Linked DNA regions of Drosophila melanogaster: region 2 is linked to region 1. The links are chromatin contacts, called in public Hi-C maps. All regions are on one chromosome and are shown on one strand. The core of a region is the stretch at or near the end of the contact, and the rest is flanking DNA. Distances in the headings are between cores, read along the strand shown. Region 1 holds the start of mol (moladietz). Region 2 holds the start of yellow-c (yellow-c,).

Region 1 (3,504 bases), core at 355-2,854:
ATTGCTTTTGTTGCTGTTGCTGTAATGCAGTGAGAGAAAATAATTACTCGGAATTGTATGATTTATGTCATATATGAATATTATGAATATCTTGATATTACTTTTTGTAGTACTGTTATTTATCAATATAATCCTTACTAATATATTAATAAAAATATTAGTAACTGTTTAAAACAATTTTTTCCCGTGCTAGCTTTGTTGTTGCTGCTGGCGGCGTGTGTTCAATGAGCGCTGGTGCGTGTAAATATGTAAGAGTTGCCTTCAACCGGCTTTTTCGTGCAACTTTTTTTTTTAGTTTTTTTGTAGCAGTAGTTTTTGTTTTCATTTTTGCGCTGGTCAGTTTGGTTTGAATCATCTGGCCATATAGGAAATGAAACGGGAGATGAAGTAATCCCAACGCCTGACATGGAAATTACATAGGCAAAACGCATCACAAAAATCAACCTGATGCACACACGTCATACAAATTCAACGACAACTAAAAGGGCAGGCAGGAAAATACAGTAAAAGGAAGGGGTATTAAAAAAAATACGCTCTTTATGTACGCTTTCGCGGAAAATACAAAAAAAAGGTTTAAAATTGCTGGAAGTTGTTATAATCAATTTTCTTTTTCATGTTTTAATAAATATCGAAATATCAAAGGTTTAGTTACTCCTGTTACTCCTGTAAGGGTAATAAAACATTGTGTTGGGTAATACTAAAGGGAAAATGTGCATTAGAAATTACCAACACAATTTTCCCGCTCCCACCCACACATACACCCATCACACATACGTTTGAGGAATGGCGGACTCCCTCTTTAGATGTTTGGGAATTTTTTTGTTTGATCTATCATATTTTATTTTTAGTTCTCGGTGTCTTTTAAGTCTCGGCAATCAGTTTGTTACCCAAAAAAATAAATAATTTATTATCCATTGTTCAGCATTCTATTTTTGCTTGAGTATACCAAACTATTTATTTACATATCTTATTGAATTTTTGATAATATGGATTTTGGTATTTTTTTATTTATATTTCTACAGAGAAACTTTTATTTGTATTGCTTCAGAGAAACTTATTTATTTTTGTTATTGTATTGCACTGAATATTTCGCACTTTAGTTGCAAAAAAATAAATTGCAACATTTAATTGCAACCAAGTTGATTAACTTTTTTATGTTTAAGGCAAAAATTTGCTGGCTTTAATTATATTTTATGTGCGCGCAAATTGTTAAGGTTTTTCGACACTGTTGTTTGTTTTAAGCTTTTTTGTTTTATTTTTGCAGACAACCACGAGGAGCAAAGCATAAATAACTAGATGAGCTTCAAACTTAATACCGTTATTTGCGTTATTATAACGCGGCTTTTGCGGTTTCTTTTTGTTTTGGCAAACTTATTTCGGCTTGAATTTTCGATTTTTGATTTTTCTCCACTTTTACGAACACGGTGGTTTTGTGCATGGCATAACACACAGACAAAACAAAAGCAAACAAATAAAAACACAATTCGATTTCGTCTTCGCTGCCTCTCGTTGTTTTTTTGTTGCAACTGATTTAAAATGCGCAGGCGCGGCGGCGACTTACAAAAATCTGCGTCCGTTTCGAGAGCTTGCCGTCGATCAACTGAACGCCGAGAGCGGTGAGCAAAAGACAAAACCTTCCCAAAAGAGAGCAACAGAGCGCCAAAGCTCCAAAGCGATGGGAGCTTTTTGCTCGACCGCTAATTGCAGGCTTAAGTGAGTGTGAATTTATGAAGCAGTCATGTCGGAAAGTCAGAAAATCAAAAAAAAAATTATTAAAATAAAAAATATCAAAAAATCCGACAGGGAACTTGGGCTATATCGCCAGGGCTATTCCTGATCAGGGACCTTGTCCGACTCTAGGCTGCCACACTTTCCAACCGCAAACTGGTTCATCTTGGGCCTGGCCTCACACTAAATTCACAGCCGAGCGGCAAATTATATACTTTAATCAGCCGGGCGAGAATAGCATTGGCACCTGTCACGAGGAGAAATAATATTAGTATAAACAGCTGTGCTCCGAAAATATTAGAACTTGCATTGTTACAAAAAAGGAAACAAAATAAAACTCTCAAACGTAATTTTATCATCTGACATTTTAATTTGGTTGATATAAATTAAGGCCCACTTAAAATATTAATGTATAATGCATTACTGGACATAAAAACAAAAGATTTATTTATAAGGTAGTATGTTAAAATGAGACATTTATTATTAAACCAAAATAAAACTTAATGAAACGTAATTGCATTGTATAATCAAAAATGCAATCGTTATAATATCAAAATTTCAAATTTTAAATTGCAATTTCCACTTTTCATACAACATTCTTTAATTTAAACAATTATGTCAGAAAAAATAGGTGCCAAATATTGGATAATATTAAAACGAATCCTCAAAAACTCCATCTTCGCAGCATTCCAACTTAAAAACCCCCAATACTTTTTCCTTTATTTAGTTATTTGCCAGCTGCTACTATTGCTAATTCAATTAGCATAGAGACCCGTCTGGTAATTAATATTTAATTTGCTAATTGAATTTTTACTAGCGACTACCGTGCCACGCACCAACGCCAAGCCAAATCACCAAGTTAGCCTCCGTGATCTCTGTTTATGTCCAGTCAATCCATCCGACTTGTGAATCTCGACAGTTGCAAATTTGGCTGGTCGACGCCAAAGCCACTTTTCAGCCGCAGTATGCTAGATCTTGTTGTCTTTGCCTTAGTAGTGAATCTTTTATGATGTGCAAAATTAGCCATAAAAACATACATAAACAAAAATGTAAATATTGCTGTAAAATCAGTAATTCATTATACGTAAGGCTCTCTAGAGTTTAGCCGATGTACTTAGTCTTTGGATTTAAAAAAGTATTATTCTGTGTTTGGAAAAAAATGTGGTGCTTAAAGCTGGCTGAAAAACTTCTAAAGTCGTATAACTATTTTTACAGCATGCAATTTATAAAGGAAGTATCTAAACTACTGAAATATTTACTTTATGTTAAAAATGCTTCGAAAAAGGTTTTTAAAACTGGTGTTTAGTTTTTTTTTTTTGCTTATTGGCAAACGGACTTCATCATAATCGATTCCCTAGCTACGAATAAACTTCCGCTACGCAGTCCAATGATTCATTCCCATTAAAATAAATATCTTGGGGCAAACCAATTCTTTTGACTGCTCTCACAGTGAATTCGTACACATGTTTAGTCACCACGAGTTCGTCGCCAAAGTCTTTTGTTCTAGCGTCATTTATATGCAAACCTATCACCTTGATGGGCGATAAAAACCAGAAAAGTCTGAAAAACATAAACAACAGCATCCCGGACCAGTGCAGCAAAGCGGTGACCACAAAGTTGAAATTAACGAAAATTCGCGCGGCAAGGTCAGTTCAAAGCGGTCAACGACTGCAGGCCGCACGGGAATGGCCAACATGAAATGCCCTTTTTCGAACAACAAAAATTTATCGATTGCAAGCAGTAAATAAAAATTATTCAGCAATAAAAGCGAAAAAA
Region 2 (3,504 bases), core at 607-3,106, 38 kb after region 1:
TAATATATTATATTACGGACGGGATGCTGAGTGCTCAAGGAACGTTTTAATTTTTATGTACTTGTTATACATAGACAAATTAAATGGTAATGAGAAATTTTTGAACCTACTGTAAGTTCTAAAATCGCATTTATAAAGTATATATATTATACACAGGAACCGAGGAGAGACCGAGCATAATTGGGGACGTCGTTATATAGGAATTGACTTTATTTAAACTAAAACTAAACTGAACCCTATTGACAAATGATTAACTTACTCACTTGCATAACATACTATCACTCACTCACTCACCCGTCTTTTCAATACAAATTCAATTCAAACTCACTCACATCCAAGTAAAATGGAATTATAACAACATAAATCCATCACAAAAAGTGCTATAAGTAACATACATAGACAACATCAAATTCCTACGAAATGAAAGACTTTAAAATCTAAGCCGTTAAAAAAATAAAGAAAGGAAAACCATGCAAAAGAAATGAATACTATACACACGATAAACAATGATTATATATAAATATTGAAGTATATATATATATGAAATTTACACATGGCAAAGAACATCTCTAGTACATTGATATTTGTTAAGAGTCGTTGGAATTTGTAGTTTAATAATTGGATTGTATTTCATACACATACATACATATAGGGAACGCTGTTAGGGTAGACGTGTAAACTCGAGATCATGTATATTGTATATAGAGCATTTAGCTGCGCCTCCTAAAAACACAGAATTGAACACAGCCACATGAACAGCAACCAAATCTACAAATGCAACAAGTAATCGACATTTATTTTCGAATCCGAATCAATTATTTGCTTTTGTCCTCGAATCACAGCCGAATGAAGAACTTCTAGCCAAGTAAGACACAGTTTAGCCAAGCTAATATTGTTGTATAAATACGAGTAAATAGAAAAAGCAAAGGTTAAATAAATCCAGAATTATTTCAATGGAAACACACAAGAAAGTGAAATTCTACTGTTAGTGACAAAATAAATATGAACCACGACAAATGGTAGCAATATGCAGGAAAAACATAAGGTCAAAGTAATGAAAAACTCGGTATGTTCTTATGAATGTAACACTAACGAATTAATTTAAAGTTTAATAAAACGGAATAAATGAGAATTTTACTGAATAAAAAACACAAAACAGAATTGAACAAATATATCACAGTTATTTATTGGTTTGGGTGTTTAATGTTTATGCCATATTATTACTCTTAGTCTTAATTTGTTTTATTTGTGGGATTTAAGATTTTTAAAACAATTAATGTGCCTTTTTAGAGAAGTCAAATATTTTTAGGCTTAACTTACAGGTAACATTTTTAAATTTCAAGTTCATTTGCTTTTAAAATTTCAGACTCAATTATCAGACATTGTCCACAAATTCGTTTCTTAAAATACAAATCGTTCTTAAAAGCAACAAACATTTACTTCGCATCCCACTCGTGCTGCATTTTAAATGAGAGAATCAATAACCTTTATTCATAAATCAGAGTTTGAATTGTTTATGCAGTTTAATAATTATTAAATGAAAATTTCTTAAAATTTTTTTAAACATGTAAAGGCTTTGGCAATATTATTTTATTTTAAATACTCAAAATTCTTTTTCATTCTGTTATATATATATCAATGCAGTAATTGACCCATTAGTTACAAACTGAAAACGAGGTTCACTGTTCGATTGATTTTATTCGAGCGAGCAAAAAAGTATTTTTAAAGCATTAACAAGTAAATTCCAGATCTTCCTTCCGGTTATGTTGCTAATTTTAAGTCCCAGCCCATCGCAATAACCATTAACTTGCAGCTGGGCACTTGGTATAACAGTTTATAACTCCACGGGATCGAATATCTGTGTACTGTGAGCTTAAAGCTCCGCTTGTTTGGGATCCAAGCCAGCATATTAAGCCCGATTCCAAACTAAGCTCTTGCAGTTAGCGCGCTCAACTCGAACTGAACGGAGGTCCAAAAAAAAAGAAACGAGCAATCCAAAAAAAATCGAATAATTGAAAAATCCAAAATGAACCCACTAGGAATGTTGAGCCTGGGCTTAATGGTGTGCCTTATCGGCGCCTTCAGCCGGATTGCATCGGCCAAGCTGGAGGAGAAGTTCTCGTGGAAGCAACTGGCCTTCGATTGGCCCACTCCGGAGGCCGAGGCGGAGGCCAAGTCGAATGGCCACTACATCGTGGAGAACAACCTGCCGCTGGGCGTGGAGCGTTGGCAAAACAGAATCTTTGTCACTGTGCCAAGGTAAGTAACCAAATTCATAGACAAAAAAAAAAGAGACAACAAACTTACGGTAAGCTGTAGTTAGGTTTTCTTTTTTTTTCTTATTATTTACCTTTTTTGTTGGCTTGGTTTGTAATTAAATGTCAAGCTAGACTTGCAAAATCATCGAGCGTCAGGAGGGGAAACCGGTTTCCTCGCTGGCTAGTTAACTTTATCATTTTTTACCCCATTTGTGTATGTCTATTTTGCATTTTAAATCGTGGTTTCTAAATGCAAATCGTAACATGAGGTTAATTATAAATTAATAAGAGAAAACACATGATCGGAAAATTCTATGGAATATTATGGATCCCATAAAAGGCTAACTAGGTAACTAGTAAACAAAGTCTTTGTGACGTCACCTTTTTGGGATTTACCACCGATGCGCTTATTGGCCAAAAAGCCCCGAAAACCATTCTGCTTTTCGGGAGATATGAGTAATCAAAACAAAATTCGATTTAAAAACATTTCGAAAAATAAGATACGTAAAAAAAGTATATTTTGTTGATAATACAGCATAATTATTTAAGCTATAGTTGCCGTCAAAGTTTTAACTGATAGTGCTAAGATATAAATTAAAACTATAGCTTATATTAGACTATATCCAATCAGTCATAATAATTGCGCAGGTGAATGGTACTTTTTAATGTTATTAATTTGTTACTTGCCAGTGTCAGGTTTAAATGTAATTAGTAACTAAACAAGTCTGAAATGTAAATTTTTTAGTTAATTTATTTCTCCTCATTATTAAATGATCTACTTTCCCTTTAGATGGAAGGCTGGTGTTGCTGCCACACTCAACTACATCGACATTAATTCGACGGAGAAGTCGCCAAAGCTGCATCCGTATCCCAGTTGGGAGGCCAACAAGCTGCCCATCGATGTGCAGCCACAGGACCAAAAGACACCATCCGGTGGACGTCTGGACGCGGACAAGGCTCAAGATGCCGGCATCCAGCTGAAGGACAACTCCACTGTCATTTCCACCTTCCGAATTCAAGTCGACGTATGCGATCGCCTGTGGGTGCTCGATACTGGCTTGGCCGACATCCTGGGCAGTCCCAAGCAGATTACGCCCAATTCAATCCTGGTTTTCGACTTGAAAACAGATACTTTACTGCGCCGTTTCACCATTCCCGCTGATCAGACCAAAGAGGACTCGTTCTTTGCGAATATTGTGAGTATGCATAGGCGTATTATTTAAATTCCAAACTGATCGAATTAATC

What was found. Hi-C and Micro-C count contacts between places; a contact is called where the count stands out from the background.
Region 2: a contact with region 1 is called in a Hi-C map of the OSC cell line, with 6 times the contacts expected there. The contact joins the promoter of yellow-c here to the promoter of mol in region 1. A contact is called at or near these places in 25 of 107 Hi-C or Micro-C datasets (the Kc167 cell line, the OSC cell line, the Ras3 cell line and 11 more) and 4 of 6 datasets of contacts at active chromatin or transcription factors (the Kc167 cell line and the S2 cell line).

Annotation. Positions count from the first base shown.
Region 1 is chr2L:14,995,955-14,999,458 of dm6, forward strand. It overlaps mol (moladietz), which reads right to left and starts at 1,605. Exons shown (of 6, transcript NM_165094.3): 1 at 1,562-1,605.
Region 2 is chr2L:15,033,538-15,037,041 of dm6, forward strand. It overlaps yellow-c (yellow-c,), which reads left to right and starts at 1,857. Exons shown (of 3, transcript NM_001299018.1): 1 at 1,857-2,259; 2 at 3,049-3,454. The coding sequence starts at 2,027. GABA-B-R1 (metabotropic GABA-B receptor subtype 1) reads left to right here. Exons shown (of 16, transcript NM_001259104.2): 16 at 1-1,167. CIAPIN1 (Cytokine induced apoptosis inhibitor 1) reads right to left here. Exons shown (of 4, transcript NM_080199.3): 3 at 3,038-3,504; 4 at 2,756-2,983.